2 separate regions of the Anser cygnoides genome follow, and region 1 is linked to region 2. Evidence: chromatin contacts called from public Hi-C data. All regions are on one chromosome and are shown on one strand. Each heading gives the region's core, a stretch centred on a gene start, on an enhancer-like site or on the middle of the called end of the contact. The rest is flanking DNA. Distances are from core to core; before and after follow the strand shown. Region 1 overlaps LPIN1 (lipin 1). Region 2 holds the start of CYS1 (cystin 1).

The links. Hi-C and Micro-C count contacts between places; a contact is called where the count stands out from the background.
Region 1: a Hi-C map of liver shows a contact between it and region 2, with 1.9 times the contacts expected there. The contact joins the enhancer-like site here to the promoter of CYS1 in region 2. A contact is called at or near these places in 2 of 7 Hi-C or Micro-C datasets (both in liver).

The regions. Positions count from the first base shown.
Region 1 is chr3:107,895,317-107,899,425 of Taihu_goose_T2T_genome, forward strand. All of the region lies in intron 1 of LPIN1 (lipin 1), which reads left to right. Among named protein-coding and RNA genes, the nearest start is that of LPIN1, 17 kb to the left of the region's middle. Within about 2 kb of position 1,710, at least 3 of the 3 cell types and tissues checked have open chromatin away from gene starts, as enhancers often do. A contact at or near this core is called in liver, where this site is marked.
Region 2 is chr3:106,906,566-106,910,619 of Taihu_goose_T2T_genome, forward strand. It overlaps CYS1 (cystin 1), which reads right to left and starts at 2,524. Exons shown (of 3, transcript XR_007165965.2): 1 at 2,332-2,524. It overlaps LOC136790524 (a long non-coding RNA gene), which reads left to right and starts at 2,487. Exons shown (of 2, transcript XR_010830623.1): 1 at 2,487-2,622; 2 at 2,718-4,054.

The DNA.
Region 1 (4,109 bases), core at 460-2,959, 990 kb after region 2:
GACTTGGCACTGCAGCCTCATGTGTTAACCCTGTGGTGGGGTGAATAATTTACTTGCTGTGTAGTATTACTCTTCCAGTCCCTATTTCTACCTTTACCTCAAAGTCACTTTCAAATGTGGTTTGAAAACCACCAAGCCTGTGCCCTGCTAGAGGTCAGAGCAAGCAGGGGCTGTTCCTCTTCCACAGCAAGGAGCCTGGAGCTCTAGGACAGAAATGCTATGGATATTCTTACTTTTTTATTTTCTTCTTATTATTATTATTTAATTTAGAGACTGGATTACTACCAAGCATTCAGCATAGGTTAAAATCATTTAGGAATTTGAGGTAGTGCAAAATGCAGCTATATGTATTTTCAGAAGTGACAGGGGCAGGGGAACCCTATGCTCACGCTGCAGGAGCTGCCCTGGCCACCGCTGAGGGCTGGACAAGTACAAAGGCCCCAAGTCATTTGGGGTCTTCCCACCCTGTAAGCATGCCTCTAACTCGATGGGACCCTGGAGCTACCAGAATGCTTGAGGATAGTGGCTCCTTTGACTGGAGAGAGATGATACAGATGAGGTGAGAGAACAGAACAGGTTTCGTGTTGGGCCTCCTCAGCTTCATACAATACAGCCTGACTATGATTTTCATGTTTCAAAGTACATAAATGGTGCTGTGCTCATCTCCATGTGCTGTAGCCCCAGATGCGACCTCCCACAGACCAGCAGCTGTATTTTGTAGCCTTTTTGTAGAAGTTAAACATAGACAGTAATTCTTTGAGTCTAGTAAGCTACGAGGTTAGGCCTTTTGACTAGCAACTCACACAGTTTCTGACAGAGCTCTCTGTGGTTGTTTCTGACATTTTCTGCAACAGCAACCCATTCTGTGACAGAGGTTTTTGATGACCCAAGCTTCACCTGACTCTAGCCACACCTCTCCAGCAAAACTTAATGTTGTCAGTCAAACCTTACTCTGCTAGATAACTAGGAAATGGGTTTCTTTCCATACCAGGAAATGGTCATTTATAAAGGAATCCAGTCACGTGCTGAATTTAGGATCATCATCTCATCTGACAAGAAGGCCTTTCTTCCTCTTTGCTGTTTGAAAGAGACCCTATGGTGGAGATAACATCACTATCAAAGGCACTAGCTCTGGGTATCTGTGAAAGAACAGATCTGCTGCTCTGCGCTATGCAGAGAAAATGTAAGTCACCTCCGGGCACCTGAGGTGGGTCTTATAATTGTTTTTTAAAATCAGATGCCCCTCAGGGGAAGAAATAGGATGTTTCTGGCTGGTACTAGCAGGAAAGCAAAGAAGCACGCATACACCATGCACTTAACTACATTAGGAAGCATTATTACTGCAGGAACCAGATTTAAATGAGGTGAGTAATTCACAAACGAGCAACTTTGTTTACAACAGCTGTTGCAATCAGTGTGATGAGTTAATCAATGGCCAGGTGATGTCATGCAACTGAGTCACAAGTTTGAGACAGAAGAACCTTGTAGGTCACCAGTCCTGGCCCTTGGCTATTCTGCTACGGTTCCCTGCAGCTCATTTCTGCGCTGTTTTCTTAGTCAGGCTGAAAACACACCTCATGTGACGGGGCTTTTGCCACGAGCTTCTGAATTTTTCCACTGTGAGATTTCGTTGCTAGGAAAGGGCTCCTAAAAATGCAGCCTCATCGTGTCAGTTTATCACAGAACAGCAGAACACAAAGCTGGAAGAGACTCAGAGATCATCCCGTTCATTTCTATGCCTAAAGACAAATAAAACTAGAATTACAACATTTCTGACAGACATGTGTTTACCCTGCTCTGAAAGGTCTCAAGCCTCTTCCGGCAATCCATTTCAGAGCTTGCCTGCTCCTGATATTACAAAGTTTTCCTAATGCCTTAATGCTTCCTGTTGCATTTCATACCCACTGCATTTCCATATCTCTCCTGAAGAGACATGGTTTACAGTTGTCACCTTTTTATTTTCCTTGCAATTTTTTATACCAGATGATTATTTTTTTCCCCACTCTAGTGAGAGGATAAAGTACAGACTAATTGTTCTGCAGTTGTCACATCATAACATGTTATCTCTGAATCTTCTTCTGTGTTACTCAATCTTCTATCATCTATAAGAAATTTTCATCACCTGAGTCTTACTCATATTTAGCTGGGCAAAGTACAGCTTGGCTTAATGCTTCCAAACTGGCCAAAATAGTGTTATGAAGCCTCTCTTTAAAAGTTAAAAAGCAAATTTTGCTTTGCGTCATTAATAAATTTACTCTAACAGCTGAGGAGGACATTATTCCTGGTCAACAACAGAAGAACTGAGGTCAACAGCAGTGCTCGTGCTATGTCCACATGCCTAGAAGAAGGCTCAGGTAGCTCCAGAGGAGATCTGAGCACTTGGCTACACAGCTGCAAGCCAGATAAGCAGTGACAGGGCAATCCTCCACCTTTGACACTTCCTGGCATGGTCTAGTCACCTCTGTGCTATCAAGCTCTTTCGTCCCCCCAAACTGGTTGGCCCCATTGCGACTGCCTGCTGGGAATGCTCTGGTGTGCCAGGAGAGGCTGGGAGCTGTTCGCAGGCTGGGGCCAAGCACTGGTCTAGCAGTGTCAGGGCAGAGATGAGGCTGCTCCGGCACCTCCGCCTGCGCCCTGCCTCTGTTTAGTTTTGCAGTACAGGAATAGCCTTGTGTCCTATTTCACTGGCTTAAGCACAAGGTCATCTTTTCTCTGTGTTAGCTTTGCTCCCTAAGGTCAGCAGAATGACTACGGATGCTGGCATAGTTAAAGGAAAGATTTGATGCATTGTGTCTGCTTTAAAACAATTTTCACTTAGGTCAGTTTGCATTTCCAAGCACACTAAATAGGAAAGCTGTTTTCTAGCAGTCACCTTGAAAAAGAGGGTATGCTAAACAATATACAAAAAATAATTCAATAAATACTACTTTTTCCCATTAATTGCAGGACTGAATGAAAGCTCCTTAGGGTTGTTTTCCAAATGCAAGCAGGAGCAGAGATTAGACAACTCTAAAGATCAAATACTTAACTGCAACATTAACTGTACTTTTAAACTGCTGGCAGGGATCCTGGAGAGTCCCGTGGTTGTTACACCAGCACACAAAGAATGTTTTACGGGACTGTCTCTGATCAATGTTTTTCAGAGGAACTGAATGCAAAAGCAGCAGCACTATTGTACAATTACCAACTCTGTTGCAACACACTGTTGACTTCTCTGCTAATGAAACGTACTGTTTTCCTGCGGCGATTCCTATTATTATGTTCCTATTTATTTAACCATGTACGTGATTTATCAGGAACTCTGATTGTTATTAAGAAAGAAAGACAGACAGAAAGAAAAAGGGAGAAAAAGAAGCAACAAAACAAAGAAAAAGAATAAGAAAAAGAAAACAAAGAAAAAGGAAAAAAAGAAAGGAAAGAAAGAAAGGAAAGAAAGAAAGAAAAAGAAAGAAAGAAAGAAAGAAAACAGAAAAAGAGAGAGAAAGAAATACACCAGAAATACAAACATAAAATGCATAAACACTGTGAATTTGATCTGATATTTCATGTTCTATATATTTTGTATTAACACTGAGCTGTCAACTGCTATGATATCTTCTAGCCAACACCTTGGTCACCAAAGCAACAAGAGGCATCTTGAACTCAAATGAACACATGCAACAGGAATATGTAATTAACTTAAATCCCATGTTTGCATGAAACAGGCACCTGCATTTCAATTAATAATCTAGCCTGCAAAAATATTTATATTCTTTTCCTTATTGGTGCAGCAATACCAGTACTTTTGTTCTGCTTCTGAGAATGGAAAGGATAGTCTTCTTGCTAAAATAATGGGCCATATGGAAAGAGATCTGTTTCTAATTCAGATGCTAGACTTCCTTGGTAACCCGGAGTAAGTCATTTAATCAGGGTGTATCTCAGTTTCTTCATTTGGAAAATGGAATTAATAATACTTCCTGGCCCATAAGGTTGTTGAGAGAGTCGGTAAATTGTGTTTCAGGAGCATGGTGCAATCCTTAATGGCAGGCTCCGGGTGCATGGTATTACCATGCAGAGAAGGGCTACGTGTCAGACCTCTACTGTCTTCTCCTAAAGGTGCCACCCCAAAT
Region 2 (4,054 bases), core at 1,274-3,773:
CTTTTTCTTTTTCTTTTTCTTTTTCTTTTTCTTTTTCTTTTTCTTTTTTCTTTTTTTCTTTTTCTTTTTCTTTTTCTTTTTCTTTTTCTTTTTCTTTTTCTTTTTCTTTTTCTTTTTCTTTTTCTTTTTCTTTTTTCTTTTTTTCTTTTTCTTTTTCTTTTTCTTTTTCTTTTTCTTTTTCTTTTTCCTTTTCCTTTTTTTCTTTTTCTTTTTCTTTTTCTTTTTCTTTTTCTTTTTCTTTTTCTTTTTCTTTTTTTTTCTTTTTCTTTTTCTTTTTCTTTTTCTTTTTCCTTTTCCTTTTTCTCTTTTCCTTTCCTTTTCCTTTTCCTTTTCCTTTCCTTTTCCTTTTTCTTTTTTCTTTTTTTTCCTTTTCCTTTAAGACTCACATAAAACCATTTCTCGTGCTCACCAAGCCTCCTGGTTGCCAAATCGGTTTGCATGAAAATTGTCGCCGTGCCACGGGCAGGCAGTTTGGTCACAGAAAAAGAGCAAAACTGAGGCATGCAAGCCTGAAAGTACTGCATCCTAAATACTTACTTCTGTCGGTGAATCACAGAACCATAGGATCTTTTTAGGCTGGAAAAGACCCTAAAGACCAGCAAGCCCAGCACTTCCAATCCCACCACTGCACCGTGCCCCTAAGCCCCGTTCACACGTCTCAGCGCCTCCAGAAACACACCGGGAATGTTTTACCCGGGCCTCAGGGCTGGTGGTGCCTCTGCTCGGAGCAGCGCCCGCCTAACAAACAGGACACGGCTTCCACAACAACTTCCAGCTAAGACGAACGACGCCGGTGATTTTTGGCCTCGGCACCGGCCGCAGAAACACAGGGCACCCCGCATCGGAGGGGACCCACGAGGATCGTCGAGCCCCCGGCTGCTGGCTGCGCACGGGACCACCCCAAAACCAGACCCCGTGTCTGACAGCGTTGTCCAAACGCCTCTTAATCCCCGCGGGTCCCTTCCAACTCGGATACCCCATGATTTCGGAGCTCCGGCGGCTCGGTGCCGTGCCCACCGCCCCGGGCGGCCTGTCCCAGTGCCCGACCCCCCCCGGGTGCAGACCCTTCCCCTGACCCCCAGCCTGACCCTCCCCGTCCCGGCTCCGTGGCGGTGCCGCCGTGACTTCTGAGCAAGGGAAAAGCAAACAAATCTCAGCTCTCCCCGGAGGGAAATCCAGGAAACCGGAGCGGTTCTTGAGGCAGCGCCGCGGGGGCGGCTGCAGCGGCCGGGGAACCATCTGGGGCCGGTTCCCGTTGGGGTGGTGGAAGCCTTATTTATGGGGGGGGTCCCGGGGAAACGGGGCAGGCTCTGGGCACTGCCGCCCCCCTATTTACATGGGGGGGTCCCGGGGAAACGCGGGTGAGGAGAACCTTGGGGTAACCCCGAGCCCCCCGCAAGGACCCCCGTGAACCGAGCGAGGCGGGGCGGTGGTGGTAACGTCCCCGCACCCCCCGGGGGGGCTGCGACCACCCTGTGGGGGACACGATTTGGGGAAGGGGCTCGCCGAGGGCCCCGGGGGGCACTTACCTCCCGCGGGGGGCCGCCGGGGGCGGGCAGCGCCGCCGCCCCCTCGCCCCCTGCCGCCGCCTCCGCCGGGCCCGGGGCCGCCCCCGGCCCTCGGGGGTCGCCTCCGCCGCCGCCCCCCGTCGCCACCGGGCCCCGTCTCCGGCTGCTGCCGCTGCCCATGGGCTCGGGGGCCGGAGCCGGAGCCGGCTGACGGCGGGGGCCGGCCCCCGGGGGGCGGTGGAGGGGGGCGAGGGGGCGGTAAAGCTGCGAGGGGGGAGCGGCGCCGTGCGGGGAGGGAGCCCCCGGGGCGGCCAAAAGGAGGGGGAGAAAATGGGAAAAAGGGTTGGGGGGGAGCCTTCCCGGCTCAGGAGGGCTGCCAGGGCTGCTGGCTGGTCCCTAAGGTCCCTCAGCAGCTCGGGATCCCCCCGAGATGGGGGGCATGCTGCTGTCTCTTCTGCCCTCTCTCCCCTTCCCTGGGGGTCCAGGGGGTCGTCGCTATTCGGGGAGGGTCCCAGGAGGCCGCCACGGCCCCGACAGCAGCCACGGGTTGGGATCAGGCAGCTCCCCTTCTGTGGGGTCTCCCCCAAAGCCCCCCCCAAGATGGGGGAGCCAGGAGGGCGACACACTGTTTACGGACCACTGCCAGCCCCTGCGAGACCCCCAGCCACAGCGGGAGACCCTCGGGCGTTTTTGGAAACGGAGGGTGCCCGGCACCACGCCCAGGGGTGCTCCAGGCGACAGAGAGGAGGCTCTGGGCTCCAGGTGGTGGCACGGTCCCGAGCGGTGGCACTGCCTTCAGGCCCTGGCCACGAACAAAACCTACCGGCTCCCTGCAGGCCCGGAGCCTCCTGGAAAGTTTCCTGGCAGCCCCGATGGAAAAAAGTTCACTGCAGGGCAGCGCCGCGGATCCCGCCTGGGCTGACGCCGCCTCCGCAAAGCCTGCGTCTCGCGGCGAGCCGAGCAAGTTGTGTTTGGGAGCAGCTGCAGCCCGGGAGGCGTTCGGGCGGCGGCGACCCAAACGCTGCTGTGGTTTAGCAGGGAGGCCGGGAGATGTTTCCCTGCTGCAAAGTCTGCTGGGGACTCAAGCGAAGATTTTCGGAAAGCTAAAGGCCTGGTAAGCCCATGAATTCTCGGGAAAATGAGCAAAAAGCTACCAAATCCTTTTTTTTTTTTTTTTTTTTTATGGTGGCTTTAAGCACGGTTTCCCAGCAGGGCCAGTATTTAACATCCTGGCTGATCTTCAAGAGCGAGGGCTGGCAGCGCGCGGTGCCAGCTGCGGGTGGCACCCAGCCAGCGGCCGGGAGCCCACGCAGCCAACACGGCCTCGGGGGAGGCAGCGGCTCCGGGGCCCTGCTGGAGGATGCTGCTGCTGAGTTTTTTAACGTCGCTGATATCCATTGAAGCCACGAGTGCTGATTTGCCCCGTCGTGGTATTTGACGGGCTTTGCTGGACTTCCAAAACCAATAGCTAAAGTGGAGTTGGGACGTGCAATTGTCTGGGCGAAATCTCCCTTTCTGATCTCATTTTCAGGTTGCTCATTCCCTGAGTATGAGAACAAAAAAAGAATAAAAGGGAATGACAGTTCCGACCCGTGTCCCAGAGCGACAACGGCAGCTGGAGAGCGAGGAGGGATGGGGATGGTGGGGCACGGCGGGGTGCCAGCGGTCACTAGCTGTATTGCCGCAGTGCCAGGGAGCAAACACACGAGGAATTTGTTTGGTGGGTGAAATAGCAGGCTCCTCTCACCGTGATAACCAAAACAGAGCTGGGGAACTCTGCTTTTTCATGTTGTGTTCCCACCAGAGCTTTTCTAGGGCGCTACAGGTAGTTCGTTGAGCAATCTGACCTTGTGACAACAAATATTACGCCACGTGTTTAGGTTTTGCCTTCTTTTCTGGCGTTTGCTGGATTTTCTGCAAGTCTTCAGTAGATATATTCCCTCAGCATAAGAGCTCTGGAACAAAAAGGATTCAAACCCAAAGTTAACATATATATCATGTCAGATTTGCTCTCTGCAGAGCCATCGGGAAAACCTCAATCTTTCCCACTGCAAACCGCAGCGCTGGTGTCACCCTTCGGTGAGCAGGTTTATGTATTAATCTGCCTTTCTAGCATTAACTCGTGTGCAGCAAGGAAAGGTGTGCATTGCTCAAATCGGAGCCTGCCTCTATCAGGCGATGGGACCGCTAGGCTGGCCTTCGATTCCTTTTCCCTGATGTTGTCTTCACCTGGGTTTTCTACAGTTCTGGCACCAAACCTGACAAAAAAAAATAAAAAATAAAAAATTACAATTGTGATGGTTTTTCAGGCTTTGCTGTGGAGATCTCACATCCTGTGCCTCTGAGCCCCAGGAAAAAATATCCATGAGGTGGAGGCCAGTGGGACCCAGAGAGGAGAGGTCCTGGGATGGAAGGTGGGAGCTGTGGGGTGGTGGCCCTGGCCCTACCCCATCCCTGGGGACAGCAGGGCTCAAGCAGCTGCTGGGCATCCCTTGCATCAGCTGAGACGGTCTGGAAAGGTAGGTGGAAAATAAGAGCCGTCAAGG